Regions from separate parts of the Mus musculus genome. Here all the other regions are linked to region 4. Evidence: chromatin contacts called from public HiChIP or PLAC-seq and promoter capture Hi-C data. All regions are on one chromosome and are shown on one strand. Each heading gives the region's core, a stretch centred on a gene start, on an enhancer-like site or on the middle of the called end of the contact. The rest is flanking DNA. Distances are from core to core; before and after follow the strand shown.

Region 1 (3,637 bases), core at 494-2,993, 230 kb before region 4:
ATTTTGTGTGTATTTGCCTGTGAGTTATTTTGCATTTGAGTGTTTGTTCTGGTTCTTTATGATAGGCAGGCTGCTCTAGATTACAATTCTGCCTTCACCACCCCAGTGTTAGGATGACAGGTGTGCGCCACTAACATGGCTGCTGGAAGTCTTCTCAGAGCGTTTAAACTGGTAATTTTCAAAATGGCAAAAGGAGGGGAAGGGATGGCTGACGGCTTTCAAGTCGTTTAATACTTTTTCTCCAAGAGGTGCCCGAAAGGACTCAGAAGTGAGTGTCTCTGTTTAAGCTTCCTCTAAAGGATGATAGAGAGAGGGGACAAGTGACCTCACTATGCCTTCTGCAGTAGCTGTAACTCTTTTAAGCAAGCTGTATGACAAAAGCGATTTTTAAGAGGCTGTAAAACTTCACTGAGCCAGGTGTGGTGGTGCAGGATTTTAATTCCAGCACCAGGTGTGGGCAGAGACTATGTGAGTCTGAGGCCTGTCTGGTCTAAAGAGCTGAGTTCCAAGCCAGCCAAGGCTACATAGTAAGAGCCTATCTCAAAAAAAGCAAAAGCAAATTATGTTGAGTTCTTTTGATATTTTAGGAGAAATCAAACGCAAATCATTTGCATGCCTTCTTTGAGAAAAATGGGGTGGGGGTGTAGAAGATTTTGCTTCTCGATCCAACAACTGAAAACAGTAGAAAGTGACAAATGAACAACACAGCACTTTCCGTGTCAACCCCCTCAGCATCTGGGTCAGAGGCTGTGAATGAAGAGAGCACAGGGAAGGAGCCACACACTTTCTGGACTCCGATATGGATCCTTAATCCAAGCCTCAGGTCACAAAAATAATCAGCAACTCCTTCCTGTACTGTAAGGAGCTTGCCCTAAATAGTTCTCAGGCATAATTTAAGCTCGCCGAGGAAAGAAAAGCATGTCTTCTCCTGGATTATACAGTTGACCACACAAAAGACAATTTATGTGTATGGGTGTTCGTCTTCATGTATGTATCTGCAATAGCACGCATGCCTGGTACCCTCGGAGACACCAGGCTAGTATATGGGTATTCTGCAAGTGCAGTCAGTGTTTTTAAGCCCTGAACCAGTTCTCCAGCCCCCACCAACTAATTTTTTAAATGCCTTGATTGCTGGTCATGATGGCCCATGCTTTTGATCCCAACATCCATAAGACAGAGGCAGGAGTTTGAGGCCAGTCTGGTCTACACAGCAAGTTCCAGGCCAGCCACGGTTATATAAGACTGTGGCCCTGTCACAAAGATAAGAGGAGACAGAGTGTGGTGGCTTAGGCATTAAATCCCAGCACTCATGAGGCAGAGACGGTAATTCTCCCGAGTTCAAGGCCAGTCTGATCTACATAGTGAGATCGACTCCAGAAAATAAAAAGTTGATTAGAAAATAGATAATTAGGGATAGAGAAATCCATTGGGGTGGTAAAAAATTGATAATAAAAATTCATTGAGTTATAACTTTTTCCTATTATTGTAAGAACCGTGATGAAACTTCCCACGCGAGGACGTGGCGTGAGGGATGAGCACCGCGGTCACCCGGGAGCTGGTCCTCAGCGATGCACTGCCTCCCTCTGCTCTGTTACCTCCGAGCGCCTCCTCGGCGGGCGCTGTGCGAGGTGTGTCAGGCGGAGTAAAGAATCCAGAATCTTTATTTTTGTCTTTTCCAGCATTGAACACTGGTCAGGGAGGTTTGCTCCTGACCCACCCGGAGACTCATCCGCTTCCGGCAGCACTTCCTGCCGCGGTAGTGCCGGAGCAGCGAAGGGACGGCGGCTCGCGGGGCCCAATCTTAGTGGCATGTGTCCGCCTACAAGAAAGTGAGGGGCGGGCACCGTGGGCTGCAGGTAGCCGGGGAGGATGGAGTCCCAGGCCGCCGACTATAACCCGGCCTCCCGCAATCTCCACGGCAGCTCGGGAGAAATGAAGCTGCGGAGGAGGAAGTCCAGGCAGTACGTGAGCGCGCAGGAGAAACGCTCTCCGCGCCGTGGTGAGTGCCGGGCTCACGGCAGAGCTCGGGGCACCTGGGACTACACAGCGTGGTGGCAATGAGCTCAGGCTCGCTGAACACAGTCTCTTCGCTGTGTTGTGCTGACTGTGCTTAGACGTGTCTCAATCCTCCTGCATCAGTCTCCCCAGTGCTGTGTGGTGATGTCACATCATCACACCTGGCATACAGATTTTCACATAAAATCTTTCCCTACCTCCAAGCACCACCACTGTTGGTAACTAAAGCGAAAATACAGGCTGCCTGCACACTGGGAAAAGCAAACTTTGGAAACAGCCGACCGACTACCTAGTCAGTAACAGTATTTTTGTGTTGGGCAAAGCAGTTTCTGAACCTTAGCATCCTCACAAGTAAAACAGGTTCAGACTCACCAGTGGTTAACAAATTGTGTGTGTGTGTGCGTTGTGTGTTCTTTAGTGGGGTTTGTATCTATTTTTTGCGGTGGGGGGAGGTGTTCGTGGGTTGTTTTCTATTCCCTACAGATTGCTAGGGAATAGAAAACACTCCATGGCCTCAGCAAGCTAGACAAGAGTTCCACCCCTGAGCTAGTGCCTCAGCTAGCTCAGTGGAGTGCTGTGGAAGGTGTTAACAGAGAGGGAGCCAGTGCACCGGGCATGTGGCATTGGGGGGTGGGGGGAACTCGCTCACTTTTATGCCACACTTACTGCTTTGATTTGCTTTCCAGGTCTTCTTGGAGAAAACACTTACCTGGTCTTGTTTACCATCGCTCTGCGAATACTTAACTGCTTCTTAGTGCAGACAAGCTTTGTTCCTGATGAATACTGGCAGTCCCTCGAAGTTGCACACCGCATGGTTTTCAGATATCCTTTATGGTTTCTTTTCCACTCTGAGTGTGTCTTCATCTTAGGAGCTCAGTTCATGATTATATCTTTTCAGTAATTCTTTGAATAATTTCAGCTCAACCAAGTATGCTGTTGTTGTGTGCTGATAGTTACCGTATGTCTCCCTTTGACACAGACTTGACAGAGAAGAAAAACACACACACACACACAAAGAAAATATAGGCATGGTATCACATGACTTTTTAATCCCACCCAGTATTTAGGAGGCAGAAGCAGGTGGATTTCTGAGTTTGAGGCCAGCCTGATCTACAGAGCTAGTTCTAGGACAGCCAGGGCTATACAGAGAAACCCTGTCTCGGAAAACAAACAAAAATCAACAAACAAACAAAACACCAACAACAAAAGAACACCAACAAATGACTTGACGCTGCCTTTGAATTAGTATATACACCTAAATGATTTGTAGCCCCCGGATATAGAGAAAGTAAAAAGCACAATCCGTCCCAGCGTTTGGGAGGCTGAAGCAGCAGGATCGGAAGTTCAAGGATAGCCTGGACTAGCTCTGTTTCAAAACAAAGCCCGGTCATTGGGATGGCTCCGCTAGTAACAGCCTGCGAACACGGCCACCATAATCCTGTCCCTGAGACTCACACAAGGGTGGATAGAGAGGCTGGCATTGCTCAGTGGTTAGAACTACTCTTAACTGCTGAGGACCAGGCTCTTCCAGAGGACCAGACAATTCCCAGCACCCACATGGAGGCTTTTAACAATCCCTGTTCTAGGAGAATTGATGCCCTCTTCTGACTTCCATGTGCAC
Region 2 (3,514 bases), core at 333-2,832, 170 kb after region 4:
TTTGTTTTTGTTTTTCAGATAGTGTCTCACCATGTTGAACAGGATGGTTTTAAAAGAACCTCATGAGTATCTGGGACTGGGTGTGTGCACCTTGACTCAGCTGTGTGTGTTTAATTAAATTCGGGGCCGGTACACTTGTCTGAATGTGTACACAGGCACCAGGTTTGAAGTTTATGGTTAAAATGACTCAAGGGCAAAGATATTTAACTCTGTTAATATGTCAGTGAAAAAAACAGAACACCCCACAATTCTACAAGTTGTGGAAACTTTCACCCTGCCCCTTTAAGAACATGTCACCACCTCTAGACCTTTCCTTTTGGATTAATTCAGAGTCTATCTTTAGGAACTCCTCAGGCATTCTTTCCCTTTATACCTCAGGCTGAGTGCAGGTGGCAGGCGGCAGAGGGTATGTGACACCACTTAGTTCTGCACTGAGGAGGGAGGCCCTTCTGCCCTCTCTGCTTGCTAGCCTCCACTAAGGTACTTTTCTCTACTGTGGGTACCATTTGCTTTTGGGATTACTATCTTCTGCCCTGGATGCCTCCTGTATTTGCCGTGGCCCCTTGCTTGGGGTATAGCTCTCCCAGACTTACGTCCAACCCTTTGGGATCTACAGGTCTTCAAATGTAGCTGTGGACCCCGACCAAAGGCACGAAACCTACTGTAACCAGTCAAGCAGAGATGGTTGGTATTCTAAAGAAACACTGTGTCCTTCCTTCCCTCTGGTCTGCAGACTATTGAAACAATGGGCCCCAGTAAACGGGAATTTCCCCAAAAGCTCTTGCTGGGAGAAGAGAAAGTCAGAGGGGGAAAAATAAAATCAGGAAAGAGATCCACAATTCGTCAGACTGCGTTGTGGGAGAGGTAAGGAGGAACAGCGGTAGGTGGGACCACAGTCTGCCCCAGACTGCTTGCTTAGCCTGGCCCCTACTTAAAACTGAACCTTCCATCAGGACGGGCTCACTAGAGTTCTTTGTCCTTCTCAATGTGACCACATTGAATAAAAATCTCTTCTTTCTGTTTTCATTATTAACTGGGCTGCTTTTTTTGGCTTACTCAGGACGGTTGTCGAAACATACTTTCTTGAGGCCCAGGCTGGGGCCTCAAATCCAGTAACATTTATCTAGGATATTCTGGCCCCTTGAAGCTCACACGCCCCAACTCCACTTCTCTCTGCTCTCCCACCCTCCTCCAGCCCGGCTGTTTTGTTTGCAACCCTCCTTCGGTGTGGGGTGTTTTTCCAAGTCCCCAGACAGAAAGAATGCCTGAGCTGCCTCTCCTCTAAGATTCCCTTTCACCCAGCTGGAGAATTCCACCCTTCTGGCTTTCTCCCTAGGCTCCTCCCCCCTAACCAGGAAGGTCTTTTATTGCCTTTTTGTGTGTGACAGGAAATTGCAATGACCTCATGGTCGTATGGTTTATATTAAAAACTATACTATACCATGCCTCAGATCGAAATATTTGAGGATATTTCGTAAGTTTGAAACAGAACAAGCGGGCCCTTCTTATCAACCAGTAGGCCCTGAGCCTGTTTGCGCAACGTGTTATTCTTGCCCTCACCCCATCCCCCTCTCAGCTCCGGAGCTAGCCGCTTGCAGGTCACATGATCTGTAAACCCTAGCTAGGTCCATCCCCTCGAGACAGCAGTGCGAGCCGGGCCTGGAGAAGTCTGGGTATTTTCTGGGCTAGCTGTGGAAAGTGCTGGCCACTGCCGCGTTCCACCGCGGCTCCAGCTTCCTCCTAGGATCATCTCCCAGCCTCTCTGGTCTTGCTGTAATCGGTTTCTGAGAGATCTTCAGCGTCCAGTCTGCTTTCTCACTGCCTCTGTTTCTTGTGCATCTAATTATCTGTTCAGTATTGCACACGCGCGCGCGCGCGCACACACACACACACACACCCCCGTAAGGGTTTTTGTTGTTGTTGTTGTTGCCATTTTGAGACAATCTGCTGGATCCCAGGTTAGCCTCAAATTCACTTAGGAGCAGAGGGTGTCTGAGTTGCTGATTTACTTTAGCTCCTGAGTGCTGAGGTCACGTGTGCATCACCATGTCTGGTTTATAGGGAGCTGGGGCTTTGTGTATACCAGGCAAACACTCTAACAGCTAAGCTCCTCCCCCTCCCCCTCCTCTTTCTTTTCTTTCTTTGTTCTTTTTTAAGACAGAATTTCTCAGTGTAGGCCTGGCTATCCTGGAACTTGCTCTGTAGACAGACCAGGCTGGCCTCAAATTCAGAGATCCATCTGCCTCTGCCACCCGAGTGCTGGGATTAAAGGTGTGCGCCACCACTGCCTGGCTCACTGAGGGTTCTTGAAGTGTTTTCTTGATTAGAATATAATGGAGAGATCAGGCTTTGAAGACCTTCTGAAATGATGTTCAAGAGAAAACGAGTAATTCTTTGCGTCCCAGCTATAAAAGCCCCAGAACTTTTGAAAGCAGTGATGTTTAAACTAGAGTAAAAGTCATGAGCAAGAAATACAAAAATAAAAAGCACATCAACATATTTCAAAACCTCTCGCTACCAAAGCCCCAAAGGTACTGTGTCCGTCATATTGCCTTACGGGCAGCCATTTGCTGGTCTGTCTGCTCCTGTGCAGAGTTCTCAGCTGTTACAGTCTTGTGACTATTTTGGTCCTGTGCAGCTACATCAGATTCCAAGTAACCAGTTTTTAAGCCCTGTCTTAACTGGATATTTCATATGGGAACAGAATACATTTGATGCTTAAGTAATGGACTCTTAATAAAACTTACAGGCTGATGTTTTAGAGTTAACTTTATAACAGTATTTGAATATCCTCATTTTATGTAACCTATATCCTTTCATTTACAGCAAGTGAATTTACATTATTGCTCTATTAGAATTATAATAATTATTATAATTATTTTGGTCTTTTGAGACAGGTTCTTACTACATAGCCAAGCCTAGCCCAGCTTTGTGATCCCCAAAACGCAGTCTTCTGAGTGTCCAGAGTATAGGCAGATGGTGCCATGTCTCGTTCTCTCTCTCTCTCTCTCTCTCTCTCACTCACTCTCTCCATGTAGCCCTAGCTGTCTTGGAACTCACTGTATGAACAGGCTGGAGAGTGCTGGGATTAAAAGCACCATCTGGCTTTTTTTTGTTTTGTTTTGTTTTAGAATTATTTATGGTTATATGTAAGTACACTGCAGCTGTCTTCAGACACACCAGAAGAAGGCATCAGATCCCATTACAGATGGTTGTAAGCCACCATGTGGTTGCTGGGATTTGAACTCAGGACCTTCAGAAGAGCAGTCAGCGCTCTTAACCACTGAGCCATCTCTCCAGCCCCTCTTTTGTATTTTTAAGCATCTCAAATTAATAGTATGAGTAACTTTTATAGTGGAAAAATGTAGGAAAAGTAAGTTTGGGTTTACATTTTCTCTTACTTTACCATTTTATACATATTTATTGGAACACATACAGGCTGCCTCTAAAATGTCTCTGCACCGTCTCCACTGCCTTTCTACTTCAGTCATTGCATGTTACCCTGTACTAAAGT
Region 3 (3,360 bases), core at 217-2,716, 180 kb before region 4:
AAGAACTACATTCTCCGGTCTTTTTATACAGAAATATGCTCTCCACTATATTGCTCAAGTGGTCTCAAACTTGCCATTCCCCTGCTTCAGTTTCTAAATATCTGGGGTACCACCTTTAACTGGAATTTCAACTTTGGTGTAACAGGGTTAAAACAGCATTTACAGCAGGCTCCATGGTACCCAACTACGATCACAGTGCCTAGGACGCTTAGGCAAGAGAACTCCCAGGTCTAGCCTGGGATATATTAGTATCAGGACAGCCAGAGATACACAGCAAGAAAAAAAAGCCAAAAGCATTAACTCACCCTTAACAACCTTCTCAGTTCCCCTGTGACTTGAGCTTGTCAGAATAGCAAACTACTCACACCAGTTATACATGATAAATATCCCCTGAGAAATCTAAGACCTATTAAGATTGGGATCTTAAAGTTAGTCGGTGGACTCAGAAGGCAGAGGCAAACGGATTTCTGAGTTGGAGGTCAGCTTGGACTACAGTGCAAGTTTTAGGATAGGTGGAGATACACAGAGAAACCCTACCTCAAAAAACAAAAACAAACAAACCAAAAAAACCCAATCCACCCACTCCAAAAAAAAAAAAAAAAGGCGAAAGAAAAAATATTGGGTCTTTAAGATAGTTAGTGCTGACATTTCAAACATTATGTGACCTTGCTGGAAAGGTCTCATAGCACCCCTAACTGAGAATAACCAACTGGTTGCCCTTTCTAGGGACAAGCAGCCCCATACAGCCAATAAAGCAAAAGTGGGAGAGGGCAGTGCATGATGGTTCACCCTTAAGGAAAACACCCCAGCTGGTTGCGGTCTAGAACTCGGGCGCTGCCCCTGGCAGAGTTGGGATAAATGAGAGGTAAACACAAACGACACACGCGCAGCTGCTACTTAGGACAAGCCGTCAGCCTAACAAACGCTGGTAAGGACCCGGAGGGGAAGCGTGAAGAACGGGCGGAGAACAGGCTTCGGGGCTGAATAGGAGTATACTTCTGGGGTGCACACTTTTCTATTCCTGACACCTGGGACCTCCGAGCCGGCTCAGAGTGACGCACGCGGCATCTCAGCATACGGATGCAGCTGCACCTGAATCCCGGGGCGCCCAGCTCCGAGCTCGCGGGGCTGCAGCCTGCGAGCCCGCGCCTAACACCTGCCAGGTCGCGCCCTCCGCCCGAGGTCGCCCGAGGACCAAGGCATCCACCAGGAGAAAGCCTCCCGGCGCTGCGCCCGAAGGTACGAGTTGCAGCCCGCGGCCGCCCCATCAGCCCGACCTGCGCCCCAGGGTCTTACCCGAAGACAGCGCCTCTTCCGCCCGACCGCGCCAGCTGTCACCGTGGCGGCGTCCGCGCTCCAGACGCCAGTGACGCCTCATAAAAACAACAACCTGCTCGCAGGCGTCCGCAGCGGGGAAGCGGTGGCAGGCGCGGCGCAGCAAGGCATGCTGGGACTTGAAGTTCCTCCTACGTCTCCTGCCAGCTCGCGGCGAGCAAAAAGAACTACGACTCCCGAAGATGCGTACGGCCCGCACCCCTGAGGCTACCGGAAGCTGGGCGGAGCGACTGCGGATCTCCACAACATCCGGGCTCCCACGCCTGCAGCCGGTTGCCACGGAGACGGGCTGCCACACTGGAAGACGGAGGGTTTCCACCCACCGTCTTCCTCCCCAGAAATTGTAGTTTACGGGACTCCGATCGTCTTGCTGTTGCTTTCCGTCGGTTCTGTAAGAAGACTGGGCCCTACGCCTTCGCCAGACTTCTCGCTATCAGGAAAGAGTTGCTTTTGCCGAAGAGATTAAGATGGCGAGAGAGACAGACTGCGACTTGGTGGGTTTGGGCAGAGAGCTAGATGCTTTTGAAAGTCGAATTCATAATAGTGTTTGAGGCACCATCTACTCCCACTCACTAGTCACCAAGCTGTTATATTTACAAGTTTAAATGCACGATCCACAAAGTAATTACTCTGAAGGTGTATAGGAGGCACCTCACTACAAATGATCTTTTGTCCAGGATGGTTTTTGTTTTGCATTATCTATTTGCAGTCGTGGGGATCGAACTCAGGGACTTGTGCATGGTAGGTAATCTCTGTTCTACTGAACTACACCTCCCAGCCCTAGAACCTTCATGTTTTTGTCACTTAGAGTATGCCTAGTCTAAAAGGATGGAAGAGGGTGAATAGGAGTGCACTCACCCCAGAGGGAAGTTACCGTTCCTCTGTCCCCTACCTGTCTAGTGAGTAAACAGTAAAGGAAACCATTCAACAAGCTGATGTTGGGCAAAAGCTAGTTCACATTTAGATCTGATATTTGTGTTGCTGTAACTAGGGATTGAACCTCAAGCCTCACACAAGCTAAGAAAGCCCTCTACAAAGGAGGTAGATCCCTAACCCCTCGTTTTTGTTTGGGTGAGAGGGGAGTTCTGGGTGGTGGGTTTTTTTTGAGACAGAGCTTCTCAGAGTAACTCGGGCTGACTTTAAATTCTTTGTGTAGCTGGCACTGAATTCCAGAACCCCTTGCCTTTATTTCCCAAGTGTTAGGATTACAGGCCTATGCTACTACACTCTGCTCTTCCAACTTGGTGAACAGGCGAAAATTTAAATAACAAAGCTGGCTTTACAGTGAGTGGGTTTGTAAAGTGGTACTTACTTTGATTACTTATGAGCTGTAGACGAGATAGCACGGTCCCCCATGACTTGGTGTAGATAAGACACCTGGTGACTTGGATTATTGAAGTGACTTTTTAAAATCATTAAATCTAGACCTGAAGGTGATTGTGTTAGTCAGGGTTCTCTAGAGTCACAGAACCTATGGATAGTCTCTATATAGTAAAAGAATTTATTGATGACTTACAGTCCCCAGCCCAATTCCCAACAATGGTTCAGTCGCAGCTGTGAATGGAAGTCCAAGGATCCAGCAGTTACTCACTCAGTCTCACACAGCAAGCAGGCGAAGGAGCAAGAGCAAGACTCCCTTCTTCCAATGTCCTTATATTGTCTCCAGCAGAAGGTGTAGCCCAGATTAAAGGTGTGTTCTACCACACCTTTAATCCCGGATGACCTTGAACTCGGAGATTTAATCCTCTGGAATCCATAGCCACTATGCCTCAAGATCTCCATACCAAGATCCAGATCAGAATCTTCTATCTCCAAGCCTCCAGATAAGGGTCACTGGTGAGCCTTCCAATTCTGGATTGTAGTTCATTCCAAATATAGTCAAGTTGACAACCAGGAATAGCCACTACAGTGATTTAGGGCTTTTTGTTTTGTTTTGTTTTGTTTTGTTTATAATGTAGAATAGAGTTTATTTAGGGCTTGTGGAGGGGAGTTAAGAGAGTAGTAGAAGCAGAGAAAGGCAGAGAG
Region 4 (3,509 bases), core at 568-3,067:
GAACAAGCAAGTTTATTTCCTTGTCCCCTGAAGTGTTTTTGGGAAACCCGGCACCTACTCCTTTGGGAAGTACGTTTATCTTTTGTGACAAATTACAAGTTTGCATTTTTTTTTTCCTATCTGCCCTTTTACAGCAGGGATGCTGTCTCCACTCCTTAAAAGAAATCCATTTACTTCATTTCTGCCAAGCCAGCTAGGTATTTAAAGGGCACACAATAGACTTTGAAAAGTTGGTAACTTGCCGCTTGTACTCAGTGGGTGATCGGGTTAGGAAACCTTTATTTCACTTTTTTAGTGCTACCAACTGTTGGAAAAAAAATGCGTGACTAATTGGTCCTTACTGTCTAAGAAGGATAGGAGATTGCTTAATCAACCAATACACATTTTTATCAGAGCAGAGGAAATGCTTTATCCAAGCATACACAAGCCCCAGGTCCCCCAGAATAAAGCACTCCTGCCATCAGAGCAAAAGCTTGTTGATTTGAGCCAACAAAAAAAGTGGGGGTCTTGGTGGGAGTTGTTTTTTTTTTTTTTTTTTTTTTTTTTAAACATTTCTTCTGGTCAGTTCGAGGCCCTGGTTACAAATACTCAGTAATGATTTATCTGTTTCTGATCAAGATAGATCCTGAAAACCTCAGAGTCTGGGGCTCCAGACTTCCCCTAAGGTCTGCCTTGGGCAGCTACCCCAACAGCCCTGCAGCGTGCACCACTCCGGAAGACGCCCATTGTGTTTCTGAGCCGCATCCCACTTTGATCCTTTCTCTTGCTAACTGAAACTAACTCCTCCAGGGGGGGAAAAAAAAGATACGAAAGAAAAAAAAAAGAAAGAAAAGAAGAGAAGGAGGAGGGGAAAGAAGGGGAGAAGGAGAAGGAGGAAGAGACCAGTGAGGGTAACTTATAAATGAATAACTCAAGCCCCTCTCGTCAAAGACCCTCCTTTCCCTAATATTCACTTTACATTTTCCTGTCCTTGAAGAAACCAAGACTGCAGAAAGGGAAATAAATAAATTTATGCAAGTTTGTGCAAGGTTAATCTAGAGATTTCAGGGACCTCTAGCTGGGAACCCAAAGACCTACATACAGAAAGTAAGTTCTATTCAGACACCTTTCTCCTTGCCTCTCTTGGGGCATAAATGGGCCATACAACTTTCTCTTTGCAATTTCATCCTCCCATCTTCTTGCTCAGTTTGGAGCTTCGAAAACGTGGGGCGCCCCGCTTGGCCACCGAGACCTGGAGGAACCCCACTGCAAACCCTGGAAACGGCGCGCAACCGCGGCGCCCCCCTGCGTGGAGAGGCTGCCACTCAGGAAACAATATAAATAAAACCACGTGCGGCCGCGGCCGGGGAGGCAGCGCGGAGCCCCCAGCTGGCCGCAGCTCGGACAATGGCATGAACTGGGCTAGTGGTCAGCGGATCCAGGGAGACTCGGCCTCGGCCTCGGAGCGCTCCGAGAGCGCATCCGGAGAGAACCCTGGCCAGCCCCACCACCCGGGGCATCCCTGCCCGTCCCCCTCCCCGCGCACGGTCGCGCACACTCGCATGGGAAGCGCGCCCACCTGGAACCGAGCCGAGCGGCGGCAGTAGCAGCAACAGCAGCAGGGGCAGCATCCCCGGGCGCACGGGAGGCGCCATTCAGCGGGGCTGCGCGGGCATGCTCCCGGGCTGTTCGCCCGCGCCCGCTGCTCCCGCTGCTCTCCTGGACCCGCAGCTCCTGCTGCAACCCGCTGCTCCGGCGTGGGAAGGCGACGCGCCGCTTGCAGGCGCACGGAGCCCCGCGAGTGCGCCAGGCCGCGGGGACCACGCGCGCCGCGTCCAGCCGGGGGCGGAGGGAGGCTGTAGAGGGCGGCGCAGTGGACAGCCTGGCCGGCCGGGGACTACTTTCTACATCTGGCCCCTGGGCCCCGCACGGCGAGGTCGGCGCTGCTGGCGGAGGGACACGCTGAGATCGCCTGGGCGACCCCGGGGACAGGGGGAGGGCCCCGCTGGACAATGCACCTGGGGGTCAAGCCCCCGCCCCTCGGCCTGCGCGCCACGGCCGGCCACCGGGCCACAAAGGCCAATCCTCCTGGCCGCGGCCAGCCCCCCGGGGCCCTTCTCCCTCCTGCGGGCCAGTTGAAGATTCTGCACGGAGGAGGGGGTTGGGGTGGAGGGATGGTGTTGAGAGATGTGGAAAGGCCGGAGACTTCTCCCCTGATGGCCCCTGCCCATCCCCCTGCCTTGCTCACCAGCCCAGGCCCTGTTCAGGGAAACCCAGTTCCCACTTCTGAGGCTTGTCAGCGCCCCCGGAGGCATCCTATGGCGACAACCCCCACCCCCCAACTACCACCCACATTTGGAGACTGTTCTTATCTTCTCTGGTCTCATCAGATCCAGCCCTGGCTTCAAAATCATCTTAGAGAGCCCTAAAATTAGCAGTTACTTTGGGGGGCGGGGGACGTTTTAACACTGCTTCAAGCTAATTAAGTTTTTAATGTGAGAACTAAACTCAGAAAGTAGAGAGAGTAGAAGTGAGACCAGGGGCTATCCAGGGCTTGCTGTGCGAGGCCAGACTTTGGGGGTTACCTGCTTAAAAGTTAGGCTGATGAAAGAAGACACCAACGATGGGAATTTGTTCACAGCTCTTGAAATTAATTAAGGATAACCCAGAGGAGTCGATACGTACATTTAAAGAGGGCGGGCTAACGGGGGGAGGGGGGGGTACCGTATGGAGCCTACAGAGCTTTTACACGTGGATTAGCGTTTGCTAATCCCGATCTAAATCTTTGGCACATGACGAGGGCACAGGCTAAAAGCTAACTTTAATTAAAGCCGCTGACGGAAATCTAGCTTTTGTCACTAACTGCCTTTAGCAAGTTCCAGGAATCCTCCTGATTGCATGCGGGGAGGAGGGTGGGAGTGAGAGAGGGGAGAGTGGTTTTGGAAAGCCTTTAGGACTCCCGCACTTACTCTAAAATGTACTTAAAGAAAAGTCAGTCTACTTTACAATTTCATTTTAACCCCGTGTAAAATAACAGTTGCGTCCGAATTTGTCTTATAATTTAGATGAGTTTGGACAATTTCTAAACCTCAGAATATAAATTCGAATAGAAAGAAAAATGACATATGGAACTATTGCCTTTTAAATTACATTTTTGTTTGGGTTGTTTTGAAACGGGGTCTCATTTGCAGTCCAGACAAACATGGGCCTCACTCCTATGCTGTCCAGACTGGCTGGCATAGGTTTGAGCCAGCATTCCCAGACTGGCTAGATTTTTCTCTATTATGATTATTTTCTTCTCCCTCTGGGCTTCTTAGTCCCAACAGACCCCAAGTGTTTCTGTTTCCTGGATAAGATGTGTTAATAAGATGTTCTTATTCAGTTACAGCCAGGGGTCTTTAATGACTTGGGACTTGGTGCTGCTTTGAGGAACAGTATTTGCATTGAAACAAAATGAAGAAAGATGATGTTCCTTAAACACCATGCTGAACCAAGTTGACCGTGTATTTACTGCACTACACTGGACAGGA

What was found. HiChIP or PLAC-seq counts read pairs in DNA pulled down with a chosen protein or histone mark. Capture Hi-C pulls out chosen DNA fragments and counts their contacts.
Region 1: a contact with region 4 is called in a promoter capture Hi-C map of liver. The contact joins the promoter of Pigbos1 here to the promoter of Prtg in region 4. A contact is called at or near these places in 11 of 39 promoter capture datasets (the HPC-7 cell line, cranial neural crest, embryonic stem cells and 6 more), 1 of 484 Hi-C or Micro-C datasets (embryonic stem cells), 1 of 115 datasets of contacts at active chromatin or transcription factors (embryonic stem cells) and 2 of 9 other capture datasets (adipose tissue and liver).
Region 2: a contact with region 4 is called in an H3K27ac HiChIP or PLAC-seq map of embryonic stem cells, with 10 read pairs. The contact joins the enhancer-like site here to the promoter of Prtg in region 4. A contact is called at or near these places in 2 of 39 promoter capture datasets (cranial neural crest and stem cell-derived epiblast-like cells), 1 of 484 Hi-C or Micro-C datasets (reprogramming fibroblasts) and 2 of 115 datasets of contacts at active chromatin or transcription factors (embryonic stem cells and stem cell-derived anterior neural progenitor cells).
Region 3: a contact with region 4 is called in a promoter capture Hi-C map of adipose tissue. The contact joins the promoter of Ccpg1 here to the promoter of Prtg in region 4. A contact is called at or near these places in 1 of 39 promoter capture datasets (embryonic stem cells), 2 of 115 datasets of contacts at active chromatin or transcription factors (embryonic stem cells and memory CD8 T cells) and 2 of 9 other capture datasets (adipose tissue and liver).

Annotation. Positions count from the first base shown.
Region 1 is chr9:73,037,824-73,041,460 of GRCm38.p6, reverse strand. Pigbos1 (Pigb opposite strand 1) reads right to left here and starts at 1,743. Exons shown (of 2, transcript NM_001308425.1): 1 at 1,596-1,743. Pigb (phosphatidylinositol glycan anchor biosynthesis, class B) reads left to right here and starts at 1,762. Exons shown (of 12, transcript NM_018889.3): 1 at 1,762-1,999; 2 at 2,703-2,838. The coding sequence starts at 1,870.
Region 2 is chr9:72,638,224-72,641,737 of GRCm38.p6, reverse strand. No RefSeq gene overlaps it. Among named protein-coding and RNA genes, the nearest start is that of Gm23057, 6.5 kb to the right of the region's middle. RefSeq lists an enhancer at 272-2,644. Within about 2 kb of position 1,582, at least 366 of the 459 cell types and tissues checked have an H3K27ac peak or open chromatin away from gene starts, as enhancers often do. A contact at or near this core is called in embryonic stem cells, reprogramming fibroblasts, stem cell-derived anterior neural progenitor cells and 1 more, where this site is marked.
Region 3 is chr9:72,983,610-72,986,969 of GRCm38.p6, reverse strand. Ccpg1 (cell cycle progression 1) reads right to left here and starts at 1,466. Exons shown (of 9, transcript NM_001286544.1): 1 at 1,297-1,466. It overlaps Ccpg1os (cell cycle progression 1, opposite strand), which reads left to right and starts at 1,594. Exons shown (of 2, transcript NM_001198789.1): 1 at 1,594-1,829. The coding sequence starts at 1,803.
Region 4 is chr9:72,805,582-72,809,090 of GRCm38.p6, reverse strand. Prtg (protogenin) reads right to left here and starts at 1,817. Exons shown (of 20, transcript NM_175485.4): 1 at 1,559-1,817. The coding sequence starts at 1,634.